Regions from separate parts of the Pan troglodytes genome. Here region 2 is linked to region 1. A link is a contact called in public Hi-C data. All regions are on one chromosome and are shown on one strand. The core of a region is the stretch at or near the end of the contact, and the rest is flanking DNA. Distances in the headings are between cores, read along the strand shown.

The links. Hi-C and Micro-C count contacts between places; a contact is called where the count stands out from the background.
Region 2: a contact with region 1 is called in a Hi-C map of induced pluripotent stem cells, with 1.9 times the contacts expected there. The contact joins the promoter of CAPN1 here to the promoter of SYVN1 in region 1. A contact is called at or near these places in 2 of 7 Hi-C or Micro-C datasets (induced pluripotent stem cells and stem cell-derived neural progenitor cells) and 1 of 1 datasets of contacts at active chromatin or transcription factors (stem cell-derived excitatory neurons).

The regions. Positions count from the first base shown.
Region 1 is chr9:67,461,458-67,466,831 of NHGRI_mPanTro3-v2.0_pri, forward strand. It overlaps SYVN1 (synoviolin 1), which reads right to left and starts at 2,737. Exons shown (of 16, transcript XM_016921219.4): 1 at 2,620-2,737; 2 at 1,654-1,802; 3 at 1,344-1,436; 4 at 1,106-1,258; 5 at 916-964; 6 at 432-535. The coding sequence starts at 1,785. It overlaps SPDYC (speedy/RINGO cell cycle regulator family member C), which reads left to right and starts at 2,811. Exons shown (of 5, transcript XM_063783059.1): 1 at 2,811-2,887. The coding sequence starts at 2,814.
Region 2 is chr9:67,509,656-67,515,029 of NHGRI_mPanTro3-v2.0_pri, forward strand. CAPN1 (calpain 1) reads left to right here and starts at 3,369. Exons shown (of 21, transcript XM_054662464.2): 1 at 3,369-3,552; 2 at 4,844-5,111; 3 at 5,271-5,340. The coding sequence starts at 4,845.

The DNA of each region.
Region 1 (5,374 bases), core at 1,487-3,986:
TATAACAGTATTGTCTTGCTGAATAAGAGATGCAGGTCAGGAGCTCAGCACAGGGCCTGGTGTGAAATTCGCACTCAACAAATATGAGCTGTTGTCACTGAACACATTCTCTCTCTGCCAGGGACACGCCTCCAGTTGTCCATGGAACTAATCCTCTCCTGTCCATTACCAGCTAGCTCCGGCACGAGCCTCCAGGAACCCTCTCCTGAGCCCCAGGTTGGGGCTCCTCCTCTGTCCTAGCCTCTTTGTGCGTCTCCCCAGTCACCTAGGAGTGAGCGTGTGGAGGGCAGGAGCCATATCTGATCACTGCCCCTTGGTGGCCAGCACAGGTTGGCCACATAGCAGGTGCTGAGGAAGGGTCTGTTGGGTTATTCAAGGCACATGTGGGGTCACCTCGGGCTTGTCCTCTCAACCTCCCAAGCCAGTTTTACCTCAAAGCCAAACACCAGCTGCACAGAAGCCCCACGGGTCAGGATGCTGTGATAGGCGTGGCTGACGAAGAGGAAGTCCAGGATGCCCAGGAGGAACATAAGAGCTGTGGGGACCCCCACACATGCAGGGTGGGGGGGTCAGCCCAGGGCCCAACAGCTGTTTAATGCTCTAGGACAGCCCCACCCTCAAGCCCACCATGGCCCCAGCGATCTAGTCAGGTGGGCACACTCCACTGAACCTGGCCCTCTGGGAACTTCCTGGGGGAGGGGGAGTTGTTGGGGCTGCCCAGGCTGCAGGTGAGAAGGCACAGGGCTGAGGGCCCAGGCAGTTGAGAAGCCCTGGAGTGGAACAGCACAGAGACTATGCAAATTAACTTCCTAAATTATCTTTCCTGTACAGCTGTGGGGGGTAGCCTGTGCTCTGGAGTACAGGTCCACGGTTCACGTTCCAGTCCTCCCTTCCCCTCCCCTGAATCTCACTCACAGACAATGCGGCAGTGAAAGAGCCAGGAGATGTTGGGGCTGCGTTCCATCTGAGGCAGAGCACAGAAGAGGCCTGTCAGGAAGCCTGGGGCTCACCCCACACCCTCAACCTAGCCCTCCCTGCTCCTTAAGCCTGCCCGCTGGCTACTCCCTGGCTTCCACCTGCTCCAGAACTCCCTGCCTTGACTCACAAAGTCCACACGGTCCTCAGCCAGCCAGTGGAAACATTTGAGGAAGAGAAGAAGAGTGAAGAGTGCAACAAAGCGGGGGCTGAAGTCATCCCGAAAAACGGTGAAGGCCAGACAAGTCTCTGTGACGGCGTACCAGGAACGTTCCAGAAGGTGCTGGGGGCCAGGCAGGGAATAATGTGGATACCAAACATTCTTTCCCAGCACCCTGCCCTCACCTTTGGGGCAGCCGACATCTTACCTCCATCTCTGCTGCCCTCAGTTGCCCAAAGAACACCTTGCCCATCACCTTGCCCAGAAGGAAGACAAGGACAAAGGCCTGGATGTACAGGACCTAGGAGTGGGGAGAGGCTATGGTTTGAGGTCACTTTCTGCTTTCCTCTCCTTGGGACTCATCATGCAGGATCCTCCACATCCTCATCACAGTTTATTCAAAGTTAGGCAGCTGGCGGCTACTTCCCTACTTACCTGACCTCTAGCCCCGCCCCTTGCCCAGGCAGACTCCTCCTTCCCTCCCAGGGAGTTCCTCCCTCCCTGAGCCCTGAACTCACTGCCATGCTGGGGCTGGACTTGGTCAGGTACACCACAGTGGGGTAGAACTGGTGTTTGAGGTAGTAGGCGTGAGCCACCACAGCCCCGGTCAGCGCCAGGCTGGCCGCCATCATCACTGCCGTGCGGAACATTGCCCTGGCCCGGAGACCTGCATGGGGCAAGAAAATAACTTATGTGATGCTCATGCTGTGCAAAATAGCCCGGTGCCTGGCACAGCCTCAATTAATAGGAGAAAGTGGGGGGGAAAATCACATTTCGCCCTCGAAATCATCAGACAAAGAATAGCTTACGCTACCCCATTTTACAAATAAGACTCGAAGGGGTTAAGTGATCACACTGACGCAAGGCCTGGAACCTGGGTCAGTCTTGCTTCAAATCTAGGGCTCTTTCCACGCTGCCTGCCAAGCCGCCTCCTCTAGGGAGGCGATGAGGAAAAGCTGCAATGTTGGAGGAGGGGGAGCTGCACCGCTGACCCTCCGGTGGAGAAGATGGGGTGGGAGGCAACAGCAGAAATCTGCTCCAGGGGCGGGAATGCGCAGCCAGGGCTGAGAGCAGCCAAGGCACAGAGAGTAGCAGGCTGGGCAGGCGACAGCGCCGGTGACAGCTGTGTTAGGGTGGGCAGTTCGGACGCCCGCCCTGCGGGAGCGGGCGGGGAACGTCAGCCTGGAATCCTGGGGTCCCCCGACCCCCGGAGTAGTGTCAACTCAGAGCACCACAAAAACAGCGGGACGGGAGGAGCCGGGTCGCCCTCGCGGCCGCGCACCTGTGAGCACCAGGAGTTGCGGGCGTCGCAGGCAGGGCCCAGGCTTGAGCAGAGCGGCCGCACCGGCGTCTGAGGTCTCCAGCCAGCTGACAGGCCGAAAGCGTGCGGCGGGGCTGAGGGGCGCGCCGACTCCGGAGACCTCAAGGGGAAGGTTCGGGTCCCGACCCCAACCACAACTCGGGCCAGACTTCGCCCCACTCACCAGGAACCCAGCGCCGCGAGCCCGCTCAATCCGCGCGACTGCGGCTGCCCCTCCGGTTAACAACACTCCCCACCCCCTGCGAACCGGAACTTCGGGGGTCAGACACCTCACTTCCGGCGGCGCGGGGCGCGGCGTGGGTCGTACCAAGTGCGTCCTGCCCTGGCTCGCACTGCGCCCTACGTGGGCCCATAGCAATGGTGTCACCACCGTATCTGGGGCGCTGTCTACGGGGAAGGGCTGGGCAAGAGGTCCGAGAGGTGGTCGGAAGGTAATAAGGCAACAGGGGGGAGTCGGAGGTCCCCCTATTATTTATTAGTCACAGATGGTATGGCCCCTGCGCTGAGTGGCCTCCTCGGACTGGGGGACTCGGCCCCGCGAGCAGCTGGGAAGTGGAGCCGCTTGCGGGCTGTACCACCTGGAGCGGGGAGTAGGCCAGGGACAGACTATACAAGCCTAAGGGGAATGAAATGTTTTCTTAAACATTTAGGGAGAGTCACAACAGTTTGACAAATACGGTGCTCTCTGAGAGAACTGGATGCGGAAAACAAAAATTTGTCTTCTCCATGATCACCCCCACAAGTTGTGTGGGAGTGAGTTGGGTCCCGTGGCTGCCACTGATTGGTTGCGATAAGTTACGCGGCCCAATAAGAAAAAGAAAGTACCTTTGCTGTCCTATAGAAAGGGGAAAGCAGGTGAGTGGTTGTTAGGGGCGGACAGCTGCGTTGCCTAGGCCCTGGTCCCGCACCAGTTGGCTGAGAGTAGGGAAAGCTCAGTCCTTGGGCGAGTGATCCCTGGCTGGCCTCCGGGAACGTTTGCCGCGCCAGGACAGGGAGGGACAACCAGGTGTACCCGAGACTGGGAGATTAATTCCTGCTAATCTTGGGACGGAAGTGTTCTGTTTGTTCAAAGGAATTGACTTCAGCGTCGCAGGCCTGCCCGCATCTCAATGTCTGATTTTGCTGTCCATGTGTTGTTCAGCTCTGAGCCATAAGCAAGACCCCCACTGGTCCTGGGCTGCACTGTATTTTAGTTCGTGTCTGGGTCGCAGCCAACTAAGCCTGCTGATTAACAAAATGGAGCTAATGCATCCACTTTGTGCCTTGCGTTTTCCTCCGTCATCTCATTTAATCATCAATCACTAAGGTTTATGAGCTAGGGGGTGCTACCCCCTCCCCCGAAACGTGGGTAAATTGAAATTCAAAGGCTTACCAAAACCTGTCCTAGGATTGGCGCCAGGTCTGTCTGCCTCTAAATCTCTGTGCTGTTGGTCTCAGCCATCTTCCCTGCCACCTGTTGACTTGACAGTTTCAGCTTATAACCAGTCAGAGTTGGCTTCCCCGTAAGGCCACGTATAACTTTTTTTTCCCCTTTTCTTTTTATTTATTTATTTATTAATTTTTGCGACAGGGTCTTGCTCTGTCGCCCAGGCTGGAGTGCATTGGCGCCATCAGGGCTCATTGCAGCCTCGACCTCCCGGGCTCAAGCGATCCTCCCACTTCAGCCCCACAAGGTGTTGGGATTACAGGCGTGAGCCACAACACCTTGCCTATCTGTAACTTTCTAGTGACTGCATCCAATGGTTGGCTTTCAGCCCTTGCTTGACTCAACCTCTCTCCCCTTCTTGAAAGTCTCCTCCCTAAGCTTCTGTGATCCACATGCCTCTGCTCCTCTTTTCTCTCTGGCTATGCATGTGTCCTCTTCTCTTTACCTGATGTCCTTCTCTTTACTTTTCCTGCATGATTTCCTCTGCTCCAGTCCAGCCCCTGACCCAGGTGCTGATGATTTCCTTGTGTGGTCTCCAGCCGGGATCTATCCTGCTTTTAAAACAGTTCAGTGTCCCTAGACACTGTCTGCACCCCAGCTCCGGAAACGGGCATCATGCTCACTATCTGCCCCCACATCCAAACTGGTAATTAAGTCATTTATTAGTTAGTCTACAAATATGGATCAAGTGTCTCCTGTTCTAGGGACTTAGGATGTCAGTGAACAAAATATAGATCTCTACCTTTGTGGAGCTTATCCTAGTAGATGTGACAGCAAACCACAGACATAAGTGAAAAACCTAATACGCTGGAAGATGATCAGTGCTATAGGAAAAAAGTAGAACAGAATAAAGGGGATCAGGATGTGGTGGGGTACTTGAAGCTGGTTGCAGTATCAGCGAGGATAATCGGGGTAAGCTTCCTTGAGAAGGTGACATTTGAGTAAAGACTTAAAGGAAGTGAGGTTATGAGCCAAGTGGATGTCTGGGTAAAGAGTTACAGCTCAATAAAGGTGGAGCAGTGCTGCTTTGTTGAAGGAGATGAGTGTGGCTATAGTGGAACTAGTGAAGGGTGCGTAGGCAAGAGGCCAGGGCAAGATCGCATTGGCCATCACAGGGACCTTGGCTTTTCCTCTGAGTGACGTGAGAAGTCATTGGAGGGTGCTGAGCAGAGGTGTGACATGCTCTGACTTAGGTGTAATAAAGTCACTCCAGGCTGGGTGTGGTGGCTGACCCTGTAATCCCAGCACTTTGGGATGCCGAGGCGATTGGATCACGAGGTGAGGAGATCGAGACCATCGTGGCTAACACGGTGAAACCCCGTCTCTGATAAAAAAACACAAAAATTGGCCGAGCTTGGTGGCGGGCGCCTGTAGTCCCAGCTACTCCGGAGGCTGAGGCAGGAGAATGGCGTGAACCTGGAAGGCGGAGCTTGCAGTGAGCTGAGATCGTGCCACTGCACCCCAGCCTGGGCAACGGAGCGAGACTCAGTCT
Region 2 (5,374 bases), core at 2,119-4,618, 49 kb after region 1:
ATACAAATTATGAATCCAACTTACTTTTTTTCCAGATTGCTCCCTTTTCTTCCTAATGTCTTTTATTAACTCATCTTTTCTCAACAGATTAGAAATGGTACTTGTATCATCTACTACATTCCTGCCTGTATTTGAATCTGTTTCTAAATTTCTCTGTCTTCTATTGATCTCTATGTGTCAGTAACCCTCTTTAATTATTACCTTTTAATGATAGATTTGTTGTGTTTTAATATCTGGTAGGATTAGTCTATACTGATTATGTCTTTTATTTTCAGAAGTTTCCTACTTGTTTAATTTGCCATATGACTTTTAAATCAGCTTTTCTAGTCCCTCCTTATCTCCCACCAGAAAACTCTTAAAATTTTTCATTGTGACACACTTAGAGATTAAGGAGAAGTGACATCTATATGAAGCATCTTCATATGCAGACCAAGATGTCAGCCCCCTTGCCTCTGCTTTTTGGTGGCTAGTGACTCCCAAATTTGTACCTCTATTTTGAGCACAAGGTCTGTTCCTCACCCCTAGGAATCTCCTCTTGGATAGGGGGATCCCAAAGATACCCCATACCCTGATCCCATACTGTCCCTCCAGCTTAGTGCATTCCCCCTTCTCTTTAATCTACTCAGGTGCTCAAGCCAGATCCAGGGTCTGAAGTTGTCTTTGGTCTCTCCTGGTGTCCAAGAGCCATATCTAACCAGTGACTAAGTTCTATTTTTTTTTTTTTTTTTTTGAGACGGAGTTTTGCTCTTGTCGCCCAGGCTGGAGTGCAATGGTGTGATCTTGGCTCACTGCAACCTCCACCTCCTGGGTTCAAGTGATTCTCCTACCTCAGCCTCCCTAGTAGCGGGGAGTACAGGAGCCCACCACCACGCCCAGCTAATTTTTGTATTTTTTAGTAGAGACAGGGTTTCGCCATATTGGCCAGGCTCGTCTCTCGAACTCCTGACCTTATGTTATCCGCCCACCTCAGTCTCCTAAAGTGCTGGGATTACAGGGGTGAGCCACTGCGCTGAGCCTGTGGTATATTTGTAATCACTGATGAACCAATATTGACACAATATTATTAATTCAAGTCCATAGTTTACATTAAATTTCACTCTTAGTGTTGTACATTCTGCAGGTTTGGATAAATGCATGTCATGCGTCCGTCATTACAGTATCATACAGAACAGTTTCGCTGTGCTAAAAATGCCCTGTGCTCCATCCCTCTCCTACCCCTCTGAATCCCTGGCAACTGCTGATCTTTTTACTATTGCTAGTTTTGCCTTTTCTAGAACGTCATATAGAGTTATTGGAATCATACAGTATGGCGGCTTTTTAATACCGGCCTCTTTTACTTAGCAATATGTGTTTAAGGTTATGCTATGTCTTTTTGTAACTTGATGGCTGATTTCTTTGTATCACTAAATTTTAAAGAAATTGCCAAACTGTCTTCCAAAGTGGTGGTGATCATTTTACCCTCTCTTGGTGTATGACAGCTCCAGTTCTTCTATATCCTTGACAACATGACAACACTTGGTATGGTCGATCTTAACTTTTAGCCATTCTAGTAGGTGTTCTTTTAGAAGCAGTCCTTCTAGTGACTTTAATTTGCATTTCCCTAAGAGTAATGCACTCAGTGTTTTTTAATGTGCCTATTTGCCATCCAGAGATCTTTTTGGATGAAGTGTCTGTTCAAATGTTTTGTCCATTTTTTGACAGGCGCGGTGGCTCACCCTGTAATCCCAGCACCTTGGGAGGTAGAGGCGTGCAGATCACTTGAGGTCAGGAGTTTGAGACCAGCTTGGCTAACATGGTGAAACCCTGTCTCTACTAAAAATACAAAAATTAGCCTGGTGTGGTGGCGGGCGCCTGTAATCCCAGCTACTGGGGAGGCTGAGGCAGGAGAATTGCTTGAACCCAGGAGGCGGAGGTTGCAGTGAGCCAGGATCGCGCCACTGCATTCCAACCTGGGGGACGGAGCGGGACTCCATCTCAAAAACAAAAACAAACACCAGAAAACAAACAAATGTTTTGTCCATTTTTATTGGATTTTTATTCAATTGTAAAAGTTCTTTATACAAGGCCTACATCAGATAGAATTTTTACAAATATTCGTCCTAGTCTATGGCTTATGTTTTCATTTTTAATAGTTTCGTGCATTTTGAGGAACAAAAGCGTTTTATTTTGATGAAGTTCAATTTATTGATTTCTTCTATCATTTACAGTTTTTGTGTCATATTTAAGAAATCTGGCCAGGTGCCAAAGCTCACACCTGTAATCCCAGCACTTTGGGAGGCTCAGGCAGGAGGACTGCTTGAGCCCAGGAGTTCATGACCAGCCTGAGTAACACAGCAGGACCCCATTTCTACAAAAAATTTAAAAATTAGCTGTGTGTCGTGGCACGTGCCTGTAGTCTCAGCTACTCAGGAGGCTGAGGTGAGAGGATCTCTTGAGCCCAAGAGTTTAAGGTTACAGTGAGCTGTGATCAGGGCACTGCACTCTTGCCTGGTCAATGAAAGCAAGACCCTGCCTTTAGAAAAGAAAAAAGAAATCTTTTCAAACCCAATATTGTTAAGATTGTCTCCATTTTTTTAAAAAAAATTTTATGGTTTGGCCATTTATATTTAGGTGTGTAATCCAGTTTGAGTTAAATTTTGATGGTGTATCCTAAATAGTTATCAAATCCATCTACTTCTGCCTGCCACCTCCCTAGTTTAAACCACCCTTCTCTGTCCCTGGACACCTGCGCAGAAAGCCTAGCAGCTGGTTCCACCCATCACTCACCAGGTTAGGGAGTTCAGGCAAGTCACACCCTCTCAGGCCTCAGTTTTCCTCTTTTGTTAACTGAGGGTGAAGGTGGGGTTAGATTAGATCAGCGGCTCTTAACTTTTGAGGGGTCGTGGGCCCTAGAGTCCTGGGAACGCTATGCAGTTTCCTCAGCAAAATGCTTGCATCCACAACCTGCAAGACTGCAGCAGCTGCTGGGCTGGGGCTGCGAGACCAGCGAAAAGCCCTGACTTGGGGGGGTCTCGGGAGTCTCTGCAGTCTCCCCACCCACACCCCCGGCCTCTGCGCCGAATCCTGGCCCCCCAACTTCTTGCAGCCCGTGAAGCAGGATCTCAGGGTCCTGGGGGTGGGGAGTGGGGGCTGCCGCCCTGCTCGCAGCCTCTGCCGCCCTCTCCTGGGTAAGGTGACACATGGGCGCTTCCAGGTGGGTGGGCTGAGAGCCTGGGGGAGAGGACAGGGATGTCCACCTCTCTAAGTTTCCAGGTTCAAGAAACCACAGAACTTTAGAGAAAGATGGGCTCCCACAATTAATTGCCCAACCCCATCCCATAGGCTGCACGCATGCGGAAAGTCGGGCCGAACGGGGCAGGGACTTACCCAAGGTCACGCAGCGAGCCCGGTCCCCCTGCGTTCCCCGGGGAGCGCTGAGCCGGGACGCGGCGGTGGGGTGGGGGCGGGGAGTGGCGCGGCCCTGCGGGGTGAGGCTGCCGTTTGCTGAGTGTCCGGCAGGGGTCTGCTCGCTGCCAGCCCGGCCCCTCCTCAGAGCAGCTGCCGCAGCCCGAGGTAATCTCGGCCCCGCGCCGGGGCTGGCTGGGAACGGCGGGAGCAGCTGCGGTCGCGCGGAGCGAGGGGAGCTGGGGACGGGGCGGGCCCGGGGCTGCGGGAGGCGGCGCCGCCGCCCGATCTCCCGGGAATGCCCGCCGGGGCGCGCGTGGGCTGCGGCCGTCCGGCCCTGCAACTCGAGCTGCTGCCCCTGGTTAAAAATACCCCCTGCCCGGCCCTCCCCCTCCGCTCCCCGCGGTGCCCTTCCGCCGCGCCCCAGCCCCCCCCATCCCCCCCTGCGCTGGCCCCTCCCCGGGGACTGCTCTGCCTTTTACTAATTTGTCCTCTCGCGGAATTGGCCCCCGGCCTGCGGAGGGAGGGGCGGGGAGACACCGTGAGTAAGAGATAGTCAGAGACCGTGCCGGAGAGATAAGGGAGAGCCGAGAGGAAGCGGGGTAGGAGCCCCAGGAGGAGGAGGAGGAGAAGGAGAGAGGGAGGGCGAAGGGCGGAGGGGCGGCGGGAGGAGGGCGGGGAGGAGCGCTCTTCCTGGTTGGGCCCTGCCCTGAGCTGCCACCGGGAAGCCAGCCTCAGGGACTGCAGCGACCCCCAAACACCCCTCCCCCAGGTAAGAAGCTGGGTAGCCGAGCCGGGATTCCTTGACCCTGGCCACTGCTCCTGGGCTGAGGGGCTGCCCCAGCACGGTCCCTTCTCGGGGGCCTCTGCGTTCCTGGAGCAGGGGTGGGGGCTGGCGGAGCGGCACAGCCTAGGCGCCTGTCCCAGCCTGGCTCACCGCTGTCCCCAGGGGCTGGGCTAGGGCCCACCAGCTCTGATATCGAGCCTGCTGCGGGGGCCTGAGGAGGGGGACCCCGACCGTCTGGGGTTTTCAGCCCACGGCAAGGGGCCGGTGCACCAGGAGCTTGGTTAGTTTGGGGAGGGGGTTGCAGGCCCGTGAACAGGATCAAAGAGGCCTTCCCTGCTGTGTCCCACCTGCCCAGTTCCTTGTGCTGTCTGGAGGCTCCGCCCTGCCCCACCTGACCTGCTGGCTCACTACAGAGCTGCAAGCCCCTGACAATGGGATCCGGGAAAGGAGAGGTGGCCGGCACGCCTGGGAACTGGGAAATCCCTTTCCTGGATTCACTGGGAGCACCGGGAGGTGGCTGAGAACCCTGCTTCTGTGAGGGGAGCAGTGAGGCAGGGAAACCCTAGGTTTGGGGATGGATAAGCAGGGGCAGGAGAGCAGAGCTTGCAGGCAGGAGCCCAGGTTCTAGTCTTGGGAAGGCCTGGGTTCTGAACAGGCCCGTCTGTCCGGCAGGATGTCGGAGGAGATCATCACGCCGGTGTACTGCACCGGGGTGTCAGCCCAAGTGCAGAAGCAGCGGGCCAGGGAGCTGGGCCTGGGCCGCCATGAGAATGCCATCAAGTACCTGGGCCAGGATTATGAGCAGCTGCGGGTGCGATGCCTGCAGAGTGGGACCCTCTTCCGTGATGAGGCCTTCCCCCCGGTGCCCCAGAGCCTGGGTTACAAGGACCTGGGTCCCAATTCCTCCAAGACCTATGGCATCAAGTGGAAGCGTCCCACGGTGAGAGGGGCCATCCTGGGTGGGACTCGGCTGAGCCAGATCCTGGATGAGGAGTAGGGATGGGACTTCATGTCCCTGGTGGGGAATGGGGTCTGGGGTGGCCTGGTGCCAATTTCTGGGAGGGGCTGGCCTTGGAACAGGACTCTGGGTCTCTCGTAGGAGCTGCTGTCAAACCCCCAGTTCATCGTGGATGGAGCTACCCGCACAGACATCTGCCAGGGAGCACTGGGTAGGCCCCCTGGGCGTCGGGTCCCGTGTATTTT